Regions from separate parts of the Mus musculus genome. Here region 1 is linked to region 2. The links are chromatin contacts, called in public HiChIP or PLAC-seq maps. All regions are on one chromosome and are shown on one strand. Each heading gives the region's core, a stretch centred on a gene start, on an enhancer-like site or on the middle of the called end of the contact. The rest is flanking DNA. Distances are from core to core; before and after follow the strand shown. Region 1 overlaps Nek6 (NIMA (never in mitosis gene a)-related expressed kinase 6). Region 2 overlaps Dennd1a (DENN/MADD domain containing 1A).

The links. HiChIP or PLAC-seq counts read pairs in DNA pulled down with a chosen protein or histone mark.
Region 1: an H3K4me3 HiChIP or PLAC-seq map of embryonic basal ganglia shows a contact between it and region 2, with 5 times the contacts expected there. The contact joins two enhancer-like sites. A contact is called at or near these places in 2 of 115 datasets of contacts at active chromatin or transcription factors (embryonic basal ganglia and embryonic stem cells).

The regions. Positions count from the first base shown.
Region 1 is chr2:38,547,519-38,553,863 of GRCm38.p6, reverse strand. Nek6 (NIMA (never in mitosis gene a)-related expressed kinase 6) reads right to left here. Exons shown (of 10, transcript NM_021606.3): 2 at 3,193-3,311. The coding sequence starts at 3,282. Among named protein-coding and RNA genes, the nearest start is that of Gm35808, 17 kb to the right of the region's middle. Within about 2 kb of position 1,658, at least 7 of the 459 cell types and tissues checked have an H3K27ac peak or open chromatin away from gene starts, as enhancers often do. A contact at or near this core is called in embryonic basal ganglia, where this site is marked.
Region 2 is chr2:37,928,970-37,935,024 of GRCm38.p6, reverse strand. All of the region lies in intron 13 of Dennd1a (DENN/MADD domain containing 1A), which reads left to right. Among named protein-coding and RNA genes, the nearest start is that of Crb2, 160 kb to the right of the region's middle. Within about 2 kb of position 3,809, at least 60 of the 459 cell types and tissues checked have an H3K27ac peak or open chromatin away from gene starts, as enhancers often do. A contact at or near this core is called in embryonic basal ganglia, where this site is marked.

The sequences.
Region 1 (6,345 bases), core at 409-2,908, 620 kb before region 2:
TGTTCTAAATTTACAATCAGTAGCCAATATTCTTCAATGGTGTGTGTGTGTGTGTTCATGCACATGGAGGGTGCATGTCAATCATTCTCTACATTTTGAGACAGGGTCTCTCACTGAAGTCAGAGCTCACCAAATTCAGAGGGGCTGGATAGTCAGTGAGCCCCCAGAGACTCACATGCCTCCCTCTTTCCTGGTTCTGGGTTACAGAAGTACGCCACTGTGTACAACATTTACGTGGATGCTAAAATCTGAACTCAGGTCATGCTTGCACGGCAGGTACACTATTGACTGAGCCATCTTTCCAGCTCCTTGAGTTTTGATAGCCATTAGAATTTGGTCATTAAACTTTACCCATCCACCATCACATCTTTGAGAGGGTTTGCATATAAATTTTGTTCTGTGAAACACACCCATGGACAGCTGCCCCCAGACCCCTGCAGAGTATGCACATGCCTCTCTCCAAATAAAAGTGGACACAGAATGCCCAGAGCAGGTTCCTGAAGACAGGGACATCAGCAGGGATTTCTCACACAAGGAAACCTTCCCCTTTCATACAAGCTACCTGGTTCTCCATGGCTTTCCCCTTTTGACTTTGTATGTCCATTCACTGGGATGTCAGCCAAAGCCTAGCCTTTCTCAGTGACTGTGGACCTCACAGGCCAACGGTAGGATTCAGCAGACAGATTTCCATGTGCTGTTGGCTCCCTTGGTTTCTGTAAAACCACTAGCTTTGGGACTAAAATGTTAACAAAGCCATAGGTGGACTGTTAGGAACTCCTGACCTTTCTGCCTTGAGAGGGTAAATATAACTGTGAGAGCTTTGGCTTTGAAACAATTCATCGTAATTTTTCAATTATAAAAGTAAAGTCTATAGCTGGGTGTGTTGGGGCACACCTTTAATCCCAGCATTCGCGGAGGCAGAGACAGGAGAATCTCTGTGAGTTTGAGGCCATCCTGGTCTACAAAAGTGAGTTCCAGTGAAGTCTGGAGGGCTTTCCAGGACAGCCAGGGCCAGAAAAACCCTGAAAAACCAAAAAGTAAACAAACAAACGAACGAATGAACGAACGAATGGTCTACACATGGCATTTCCTTGACATACATGGTGCTGGGTCCCATGCTGGATGTTTAAATCATATCATGTAAATGAGACTCTGCAGATGTCTCAGGATGGTGGTGCTAGCATTGTCTATGCTCTACAGATGAGAAAACTGAGGCGGAGACACTTTGTTCCCATCCTCAGAGCAGGTACAGCCTCATTCCTTGTTCCAAGGATGGCTTGCTGGGTCACACACCTCCTGCCATAAAGAGACTCCACTCCATTCCAAGCATTTCAGGATGCTGACATGAACAGGTTTGTGCCACACTCCCCGGATGGGGTCAAGACATAGGCACTGAGAGGACTGAGCCTCCATCTCCATCCCAGCCTGGAGCTAGCACAGCACACTTGGCCATGCACCCCAAGTTTTCAAGCCTGGCCAGGTACACAGGTGGGACCAGGGCATCCTTGCCTGACAGCCACTGCCCAGAGCAGCCGACACTGAGTGATTGCATCTAATTACACTTAACTATGTCATCACCCGCTCCAACATGTGCGACAAGCAGCCGAGGACACTGTCACCGCTGCCTCCTCGCCTCGCCTCGCCTCGCACGAGAAATAATTACGGGCCTCTCTCCTCTGCCAAATGAGCCTGTAATTAACCCTAATTGCTCGAAATGCAACTGGCTAATTCTGGGAGATTAATCAAGGGGGATTCGATTGTTAGTGAATGACTTAATGTGACAAATGGCTACATTACCTAAGCAGGCCCCGCTGCCCCAGCCATCAGCGTCATGTCCTGGCCCAGCTCAGGAGCTGTGCCTCCCCAGTTTCTACCTGGAAATTGACCACCACATCCAGCGCAAACCACATAGTTGTCCTGGGACAGTCTGCATACTTGCGCCCACTGTCCATGAGCTCAGGTGTCATCTTTGTGTGGGTCGGTAGTAAGACCCTCTCTTGGGCTGACATAGCCCTATGCCATAGATCACAACACAGCCAAGACTGCAAGCAAATACAAATTCAAAACCCACCTGGCTCTCTGAGCAGCTGTCTGTGCAGTTTAAAATTTGCACAATGGGCAGACCCTTAGTCTTCTACCCAGAACTAGGGTGTCAGAAGCAATGACAGTCTCCCATGGAGCAGGAATATGGCTGTCTTTAATATCCCTCTGATTTATGTCTTACAGCCTCAGGAAAAAGCTGACCCTGCCCACAGGGTCCTTAAGGATCTGGAGCAGGCACCAAGCTTGCCACCCTGCAGGCCACTGTCTGTCCCTTTCTTACAGAGATCATCCCTCTCACTTGCTTCACGGGGACTCTGGAGCTATGGGGGTCCCTTCTGTTGGGTATTTTAATGTTTCTATCCCAGGAGATTTTGTGCTCCCTGAGAGCTGACCTGGGCCTGCCTCATATAGCCACACCCTAGGCGGTCCACTGCACATAAGGGTGTATTTTGAAATACAGATGTATTTCGCCGACTCAGTGGTATAGAGCATGCCTCTGTGCACGAGGCTAGAGACATCCTCCATCTAGTAGGCATAGATGACCCCTGAAGGAGTAAACATCCCAAGGCCAGGGCCACACAGGGGGCATGCGCACGGGTGTGGGGGAATGCATGTGGGTGCAGGAAACACACACAGGTATGGGTCATGAGTGGGAAGTCTCCTCAGAGAGTAGTATCTGGCCTTGTGGTCTGGAGGGAGACTGGGAAGGGCATTCTGGGTCGGGGAACAGTGTGCAAAGGCAATGAGTGTGGCAAAGGCACTCAAAGCCACCTTTAGAGCAGAACCAAAGGCAGCTGAGCCCTCTAAGGCATCAAAAGCCAGGGTGATCTGGGCACAGAGAGGCCATCTCTAGAGCACAAGACCAAAGAGAGCCAAACATAATTCAGACCAAAGCAGAGGTCGACAGTGGCCCAGGACACACGAGAGCTTTCTGTCCATTCCTGTGCCCCTCTTCTCCATGCACAGAGCTGCAGATGTGGAGCTGCCCCTCAACGGAAACCAAACATCTTTGAATAAAGTACAGGGCCACACCCCAGGCCTGGGAGCATCCGGCGCCATGTCTGTGTGGCAGGCTACACAGCTCCCTACAGGTAGGAAAGGTCGAACAAAGGATCCTCAGTGTTCTGGGACACAAGAGAATGGGCTTACCTGTGGGTCTGGAGGGGGTGCAGGCCCCAGTGCATGGCAGAGGTGGTTTGGGCTCCCTCCATGAGGCATGTGGCTGGGCTGTCCTGCCATCCTGCATGCCAGCCTCACGAGGTCACGGACTGCAACAGAAAATAGGAACCTGGTCACTTTCTCCTCCTAGCCACCAATTTCATTTTACAGATGGGAGAGCAGAGGGCACAGATGTCACTCTGCTCATGGTCACCTAGCTCACAAGTCACAAATACCACAGAGGGTACTCTCTCTCCATGAGGTTGTGCTGCTTCAGTGGCTAGGACTGTCCACTGGAAGGGGGGCACAGAGGTACTCTGCAGGGAAATGAGGACTGTCCATTCCAGACCTGCACGGAGGCCCGCATCACTTACTTTCTTTTTGCTGAGATAAAACACCATGGCCAAAAGCAACTTTTAGAACTAAAACAGTTTATTTTGGCTTATGGTTTCACAGTATGGTTAAGAGACCATACTGGCAGGAACAACATGGCTGCCAGAACATGGAGCTGAGAACTTGCATCCTTTACCACAAGCATGAAACAGAGAGAGTGAGCTGGAAGTAGGATGAGGTTAGAATCTGAAACCAGCCCTCAGTGATGTACTTCTTACAGCAAGGTACGCCACCTAAACCTCCCAACAGCAGCACCAACCTGAGCCATTGTGGGACACTTCTCACTCAAACTCCCATAAAACCTCAGCTTCCACCCTCACTACCAGACATTTTTCTACATCCTTTCGATAGCTCTGTTTTGCTGTCCCCAACACCCCATATAAGCCCAATGGGCAACCTTAGTGGCCAGGAGAACCGAGCCAGACTCTGGTAGTACGTAGCAGACATGGTAACACTGGAGGGTGCACGTTCTTGTGAACCTCCAGGTAGGTTAGCTCTCATGGCCAGGACTGACCTGATGATGCCCATGCCATGTGCCCAATTATGAGCAGAAGTCAGTCAAGTGTCTCCCTACTCCTGGGAGAGTGTCTTCTACTCCTGGTGCTAGAGGCAGTTTCTAGCTTCCCCATCTCACTGGCCTCTTTGTGGCAGAAATCAAGGCTGACATGCATGGGAGCTTTCTGGCTAGGGAAATGATTCTCTTGTGTGGGAAAGCCTGCATATACCCCGTAGTATGTCTTTAACATCTTCCGAGGGCCAGGCTTGGACTTGGGCTCCTACAAGGCATATAGAAGGCATCAGTGTAGCTCAGTTAAGTAGGAAAACCCTGAAGCATCTACAGACTCACTCTTTGTGTCCCAATTCTAGTCTGAACTCCAGGGGGTGCTGACCCAGGCTCCTGAGCAGCTGTACTATATATAGTTCCTAGAGAGCCAGAAGCCCCTATGAATCATGAATGACCTTCCTAACATCTCAAGGGAATAAGCACACAAGCTGGTCAGTCCTGTCTCACATTTGTGTAACCCACATTGCAAGGCTAAGAGACTATTTGAACTAGCTCGTTTTCTGTTACTATACCAAAATGCCTGAGTCTGGACAACTTTATAAAGAAATTTTTTATTGAGCTCACAGTTTTGGAGATTCAAGGGCCCGATCAGCACTGGCAGGAACCTCTGCCAGGCTAATATTACACTGGCAAAGACTCTGGGAAAAAAGAACAGATCCCGTAGCCAGTCAAGAATCCAGACAGTCAGACAGTCAGGGCTCAGACTTGAACTTTTATAAACAATTTAACCTCATGAAAAATAATCCTTCCTGGAGGCAGTGCCCCTGTGACCTAATGACCTCCTACTAAGCTCTACCATTTAAAGGTCCCAACATCTCTCACTGCAGTAAGACAGGAATCAGCACCATCGCTATTGTTAGAACGGATATCCTGCAGATCTGGTCGGACTGTAAGTCACTCCACGACCCCTCTAAGTCACCAGCCACATCAACCAGATGCCAGATTTGTTTGTAGCTTCCGGGTACACTAGGGGTACCTAGTCCACTACAGCAGGCACCCTGGCCTCCAGCGTCATTGTTCCTGTGCCCCTGGCAGCCCTTAACCTCCACTGTCTCTGAGTGGGCGCAAATGTGTGTGTGTGTGTGTGTGTGTGTGTGTGTGTGTGCATGTGTGTGGATGCGTACATGTGTGTGCAAGTACATGGCAGAGGTCGACATGGTGTACTCATCAAAACCTTCCCTTCTTTGTATTTGGTTGCCAGGGATTGAACTCAGGTCCTCATGTTTCTCCCCAGCCCCTCACTGATCTTTGAGGCATTTATCTATTCCACAGTGCATAAAATCAAAAACAGAAAGTGAGGCCACAGGTCCTCTGCCAAGCCCAGCACAGCTCATGTGGATTTCTACTGTCTGTGACATTAACCACCTTTGATGTGGCTTAACCTCACGTGTGGAGATACACATACGTAGTCTCTGACTGAGGGTACACTGCATCAGGGCAGGTCTCTCCCTCCCTGAGTCCCTCTGTGCAGGCCTTACAGGGGATGCAAATGGGCCCAGATGCTCTCAGAATCTTCCATCTTCTCACGGTCTGGCTGAGTAACCAACTACAGCATCCCTCCCGTCTCCCCCCGCCCCCCAGAGTGACATGGTGGAGGAGCTGGGTACAAAAAGCCCCAGGATAAACAGATAAGCACGGAGAAGCTTCCTCAGGCACTGTTGTTACTCAGGGGGAAAGCCTGTGACAACAAACTGGGCATAAGAGTGAGCCCGATGTAAAATGCGCATGAATTTGAAGAGGAAGCCAGAGGCTCCCGCAGGCTTAGCAGCTGATGCGGCCAACACCCTCCACATCCCTCAGGGTGACATGTTCACCGTCCTCTGCCCTTAGGGGGACCTCTGGGAAAAAGATGGAGAACTGTCTTCAGGAGAAGGTTCCATCTTCATCTTAGAAGGCTCCAGAATGGGCCTACAGGCTGCCCTGTCCTGGGCATTCATGTTATCTGTTCTGCCTACCTGACTGACTGGACTCTGTCTCTGAATTCCCCTTCTCTCATTCTGCCTCCAGCCCTCAGGTGTTTGGGGCTGAGGACTGGGGGTGGGGTGGGGTGGGGTGGGGTGGACTGCGTGTGAATCTGCACTCTTTCACAAACTAACTGGGACCTTGGGCAAATCTCACTGAGCTGCCTGGCAGCTCTTTAGGAAGGCCATGCCCCTCCTGGATCAGACCTCCAAACAGCTATATGG
Region 2 (6,055 bases), core at 2,560-5,059:
GTCTTAAGGCAGTGATAGGCTACACCAGAATGTTCCATGGTGGAAAAAGAGGCTTAGCCTAGTAATAGATGAAACATAGTAGACAAATGGCATATAATGTCAAAGTGGCTCCAGAGATTGGGAACCTGAGAGAGGATGGTGGTGCCTCTGGTACAAACAGGAAAGCCTGATGCCCTGGCATTCATACCATGTGGTATGGTATGGATTTGTGGTGGAAATGAATTGGCACAGACTAAATGGTCACAGTATATACTTGTGAAATGCCTATGTATCTCTGTAACCCCACGTGATGCATACTACATAGACATTAAAGCATCATCTAGAACTAATGATAGGTTTGGCTATAGATGTTTTCTTGAATCTAAGTTGTCATTTGGTCATTTACTGTAGATATTATGGAGAAGAGAGCACAACTTTGTGTTTTGGTGGGGAGAAGTTTTCATTTTAGAATCCATGGGCTGTGGCAGGCCTGTCACATTTTCACTTGCATTCATCTGTACAAGAATGGCTTTTGTCTGTGAAAGGGACACCGGAAGGCCCGTAGTTTCCCAATTAAGAATTGCACCAACAGTGGTTACTGTGTTACCTACGTGATTTTTAAATCATAAATTTAATTCTACTAGTTCTCCTCATTGAAAAATGAGGCAATACCTCATGCAAGATTGTTTACAATGGCTGCCGAGCACACATGAGCATGAGAAGCAGCTGCAAGGCAGGGAGAGTGAATGGAGTGTTGGGTGATGATGGGGGGGGGGGGGGGGCAGCAGTACTATGGGATGGGAATGCTTCCCAGCGACTATACATTTTTTAGTGGTCTGCTCATAAAATTGCACAAATTAGTGCTCAGAAGATGGCTCAGCAGTTAAAAATGCATACTGTTCTTGCAGAGGACCTGAGTTCAGTTCCTAGCACCCACATTAGGAGACTCATAACAACCTGTAAGTCCAGCACCAGAAGAATTGATACCTTCTTCTAGCCTCAATGAGCCACAATATTCAAGCACATAGACACACCCACATACACTCATAATGAGACAGACAGACAGACAGACAGACAGGCAGGCAGGCAGACTGTATTTTGGGGATTTAGCTCAGTGTAGCCTGCATGATATACACACAAGGCTTTGAGATCTATCCATTGCACTAAGAGAATAAAATAAAATCGCACTCGATCTTGGTTAAAATGTTTAAAGAAACAGAAATAAGAAGCACCCTGGTCCCATCATCTAGAGTTGAAGTGGTGTCAGCAGGCCTCCACCCTATTTTTTGTCTTTGATTTGCTTTTGGTTCATATTGCTTGGGTCTTGGGTTTTAGTTTAGTTTTGTTGTTTTCTTCTGTTAGGCAGTTGAGCTATCCTTGACAAAGCAACTCAGCATCCCACTTACGAGTCTGTTTTTGCCGTTAGTCTGAGTAAGCACTTTAACATCATATAAAATCTCTTATCAAATGTCATTGAGGACAGCCTGGTTGTGGACCACAGTTACCTGGGAGGCTTCCAGAGGGTGAATATATAAGCCCACTGACAGGGTTTTATCTAGTACCTCTGATTTAAAATAAGGGCCAAAGCCCACTCATTATCCTGATGCTGGTCTTATTGGCTGTTGTTAACATCCCCCAATTTTAAGCCACACTAATAAGAACAGCTTTTTCTATCTTCATATGTAGTTTGAATGATTTTTCTTTTTTTCTTTTTTAGTTCTTTCTATTGGAATATTTTTAACTTTTTTATTGATCCTTTGTTAATTTCACATCAGTACCCCAATTTCATTCATCCCTCCATTCCTCCATATCTGCCCTTTGCCCTTGCAACCTCCCTATCTAAAGAAAAAAACAAAAACAAAAAACCAAAACAACATCTTGCAGTGGAAGCTGCTATGTATCTCACAGTATATACCCTTTTACCAACACTTCTTTGCTTGCAAATGATCTTTGCAATGAGCCATTGGTCTGGTTTGAGGTCTCTGACTTCTGCCACACTGTCAATACTGGATCCTTACTGAGACGCCTCTTAGTTAATGCCCTGTGTCATGGACATCCTTCAGCTTTGGTTCTGTAGGACTGACCCCTTCACCAGCTCCAGCACTTCATAGATGGAGTAGATGTTGGGGTAGATCTGGGCCTGGGTGGTAGCTGAATTGGTCAGCCTGCCAGCGCTCCTGCACCCATACCACTAGGGCCTGCTCTCCTGCTCCCATGCTTTCCAGGTACAGCTCACTGCACCATCTACCAGGGCCAGCTCTACTGTGCTGCCCAGGCAAGGTGTGGGGCTCACTCTTCCGAGTGCTGTAGCCCATGAGAGGTAGGACCAGCTCTCCCACAGTGCCCAGTTGAGGGGCAGGGCCAGCTCTATTCAACACTCAGAATCAACACTCAGGATCCAAGAACATTTCAAGCTTTGGTGCTGAGGGGAGGAAGAAATGGGTGGCCATGTGCAGAGCAGTTGCAGAGAGACTGAGAGCAGAGAGCGCCTGCAGAAAGGAGGGCCCTGAGCAACCTGGAAGTCACTGCCCAACCCTCTGCCACACTTGCCATTACTACTTGTGCTGTGTTGCTGTCCAAATGGCTATGGTATCTTCCCACCCAGACTAGTGCTGTGCTGTGGTAGGAAACTGGTGACCTCAGAGTAACCACTTGCATTGCTCTGAAAGCATGAGCTGCTGCTGTCTGCTCTGCTCCTTGGCAGCTGTGACTTAGGACTCCTTCAGACCTCTGAGCCTCAGTTTCTTTCCATGTGGAGCCTGATCCTTGCAGGATTGTAGTGAAACTTGGATAAGCCTAGTCCAGGGCCTGCCTGCCAGCCCTTGGACAGCAGCTTGTCTCCTGTTCTTGCTAGGATTCCTTTCCAGCCAGAAGTATTTGGGATGCAGCTCCTGTAGGGCCAGTTGATCCTTGCCTGCCTATGTAGAAGCCTGGCCTAAAAGGGTCCTGCCTATGACTTAGAGCTCACTTGAGAGCCTTTGTAGGTTTTTTATTTGTTTATTTTGTTTTGCTTATGTTTTTCCCTTACTGGAAACATTCAGAGTGCCTTTGAGCTTTGTTTTACCCGTGTCCAAAGGAAAGGGAAGGGCCATCTTGCTGAGGCTTCTCTATACTGAGCCTAGCCTGGTCTAGGTGGGTCTTTTCAGGGCCAGATGTTTCAAAGGGACTTCCTGTAGTCAGAAAGTGAAAGTGAGGAATAACTGTCTACCCCTCCTCAGTGGCTCCCACAAATCAGTCATAGTTCACCTTCAAGTGGCTTCCCAGCCACGATCTTTCCTGTTTACCTGACCTTTGTCTTGTCCATTTACAGATGGGGCAGAGGCTCTACTTGGCAATGACTTCCCAGAATGTAGGAGAGCCAGGAGGAGACTCCAAGACAAGGTTCCTCCCACTGCACTCTCCTGCCTGTCTTCTAGTTCTCACAAGTTTCATCCTAGGCAGGCCATGGCACAGAGTGTAGGTGTTAGCCAGTGTATTTTGGACTAATGGACAGAGAATGGATAGGGGAGTGCGGGAGGCACAGGTTAGCCCCAGGCCTGTGTTCCGTGTGCATGCATTGCTCCTTATCCTGTCTGGAGTCTCTGGAAATAGCTTTTTCCTGGAAGAGAGGAGGTGTCTGCAAATCACAGGGGTATGTGACCCACTTTTCAGTTACCTGGAAAAAATCAGTGGCAAAGCCTAGGGCATTTAACAGTGTTGCCCAAGCCAACTTGTTCTTCCCACTTAAATGACAGAACCACAAGCAGCCAGGAAGCCCCATTCGGAGAACCTCTTTATCCATGTCAAGCACAGCACAGGCTCCAGCTCATTTATTTAGGCCTTTCTTGCTCTCTGACACGCCTCCTGGTAGTTGCCAGGCAACTCTGGGAGCAGCAGTGTGTGTTGGGGATTAACTAGTTAGGGCTGGGGTCCTTTTTGGCAAGAAGGGGATAAAAGACAAATGATTTTAATTGCTAGGCCAAGGATCCATTATCTGCTTGGTAGAAGAATACAACTTTCACAGGATGTGGATAGTAGTGTGATTCTTGAGTTTGCCTTGAGTCCCCTTTTCTCTCCTAGGGAGAAGGCATGCTTTTTAAAAAGAATATTCTACCTTGCTCCTTTGTTCAAAATGATATCATCAGGAAATCTGAGCAAGACTGATCCACCCCCTTTGAAATGCACTGGCCTGTTTTGACGAACTCTTGAAGATAGTTTAAGCTTTCATTTGATCCTTCTATGCAGTCTCTTAACTCCTCCTCTACATGGAGTCACCTTGAGGCAGTGCATATGAGGATACATCTCCTGTATCTGGCCATATGGGTCCTGGAAATGTCTACTCAAAGAGCACATTTGCTTGGTACCTAGGGAAGTGGCCTGTTCTGTGTATTGGCTGTGGAAACACGGCTTGGTGAAACATTACGGGTACTCTTATTTAGTTAGCCAGTGTGGCTCTCTCAGGGCCAACCCACTGGCCAGCCTTCCCTGTGGTGACAGGAGCCTAGACCCTGCCCTTAGTGCTGGAGTGAATGCTATAAACAAGCTGTATGAACACTCAGCATCCATCTCAGTCAGTCCATTCTAGATGCTGATAAAGAACACTCATGTCGTTCACCTTATATCCCTTGATTTTATACATGGTTTTTGCTGAGTCATATTTATCCACCTAAAACCCCTCAAAGGCATAGAAGTTAAGATAAAGGCAGATTGATAGCTTGGTTTTCAAGCATGAATGCACCAGACTGTGTTGTACCAGGTCAGAACTGTACCACAGGTTTCAGAATTCTGCTTAAGTAACATTGCCCATCTCCTGAGCTGGCAGAGAGAAACCTGTGTTTATGTTTACTTTTGGAGAGATGAAAAATAAGAAATACTCGTAAATAAAGAAATTAAGGCATCACCACAACTCCACCAAACGTGTTTGTGTGTGTATGTGTATATGCAATTTATGAATGCATTGCATCTGCTTGTTTCCCATGATACAAAGGGTATCCAGAGCTCAACAGATTAACGAATAAAGTCTGTTTGTCCCACACTGAATGTGGCATCTTATACATTTTACACTGTATGTCACTGAGTAAGCCACAGCCATTGTTGCCCTGGCCATACTCCCCTGCTGGGCTGTTAAGTTGTTCTTACCTTTCAATATTTTAGGTAATAATCTACCAACATTTCAGTTAATAAAACTTTGAGATGCTCTTACTCCTAAGCTTTCTGGGTAAAAGAAATTCAGGTGTGTGCAGGAGCCTGACTCTAGGGGCCTATTTGTTCCACTGTGGGGAAAGGCCATTTTCAGCTCACTCATATGAGAGAAGCTGAGTGGGGCACACCGAAGCCCACATGATGGGGTGTGGTGTATAAAGGATTCCTAGAACTCGGATAGGGTAGTGACTAATTGCCCATGTTTCCATCTTGAACCCAGAAGGACTTGAGCAGCCTTAAGACACTACACTCAGCACAGATGAGGAACAGGGAAACAAGACTGGAATGAGTACCTGTGACCAAGCACAGGCCCTGTGACTCTATATATATCATTTGAATGGGGAAGCCTAGAATGGACCTGAAGTCTGTCTTTAGACTATTTCAATTGTGGAAAATACAAGCTTTGTTGTTGAGACCATTGCCAGTTGCACAGCTGAGGGATGGCTGCACTCACAGGACTACACAACCCTCACCCTGAAAGTTCTTATAATCTCCCATTCCAGTCAGCTGATCCTGAAAGTTCATTACCAGGAACTTCCTGTCTGTCTCCTGCAGTACTTAGTAACCTCTAATCTACCATCTATGTTCCCACTGATTTTTTTCTAGAAGTAGAATATCACTGTGTTTGTCCTCCTTTGTCTTAATTCATGTGACACAAACTCAAAGTTTATCAAACTTGCAATAGATATCAAAATGCCATCCCTTTTCAAGACTGAGTTATAGTCTGTACATGAACAAACCCCATTGTGTTTTCCCTTCATCTGTTGACTATTCACAAATGTTTCCTACAAACCTGGACTTCATAAAGGTGAGTAGTCTCACCTCTTGGCTCCTGTGACCAATTCTATGGCATGTGCACAAGCATGATGCCTGGTGTGGAGGCGCTGTCTCGTGG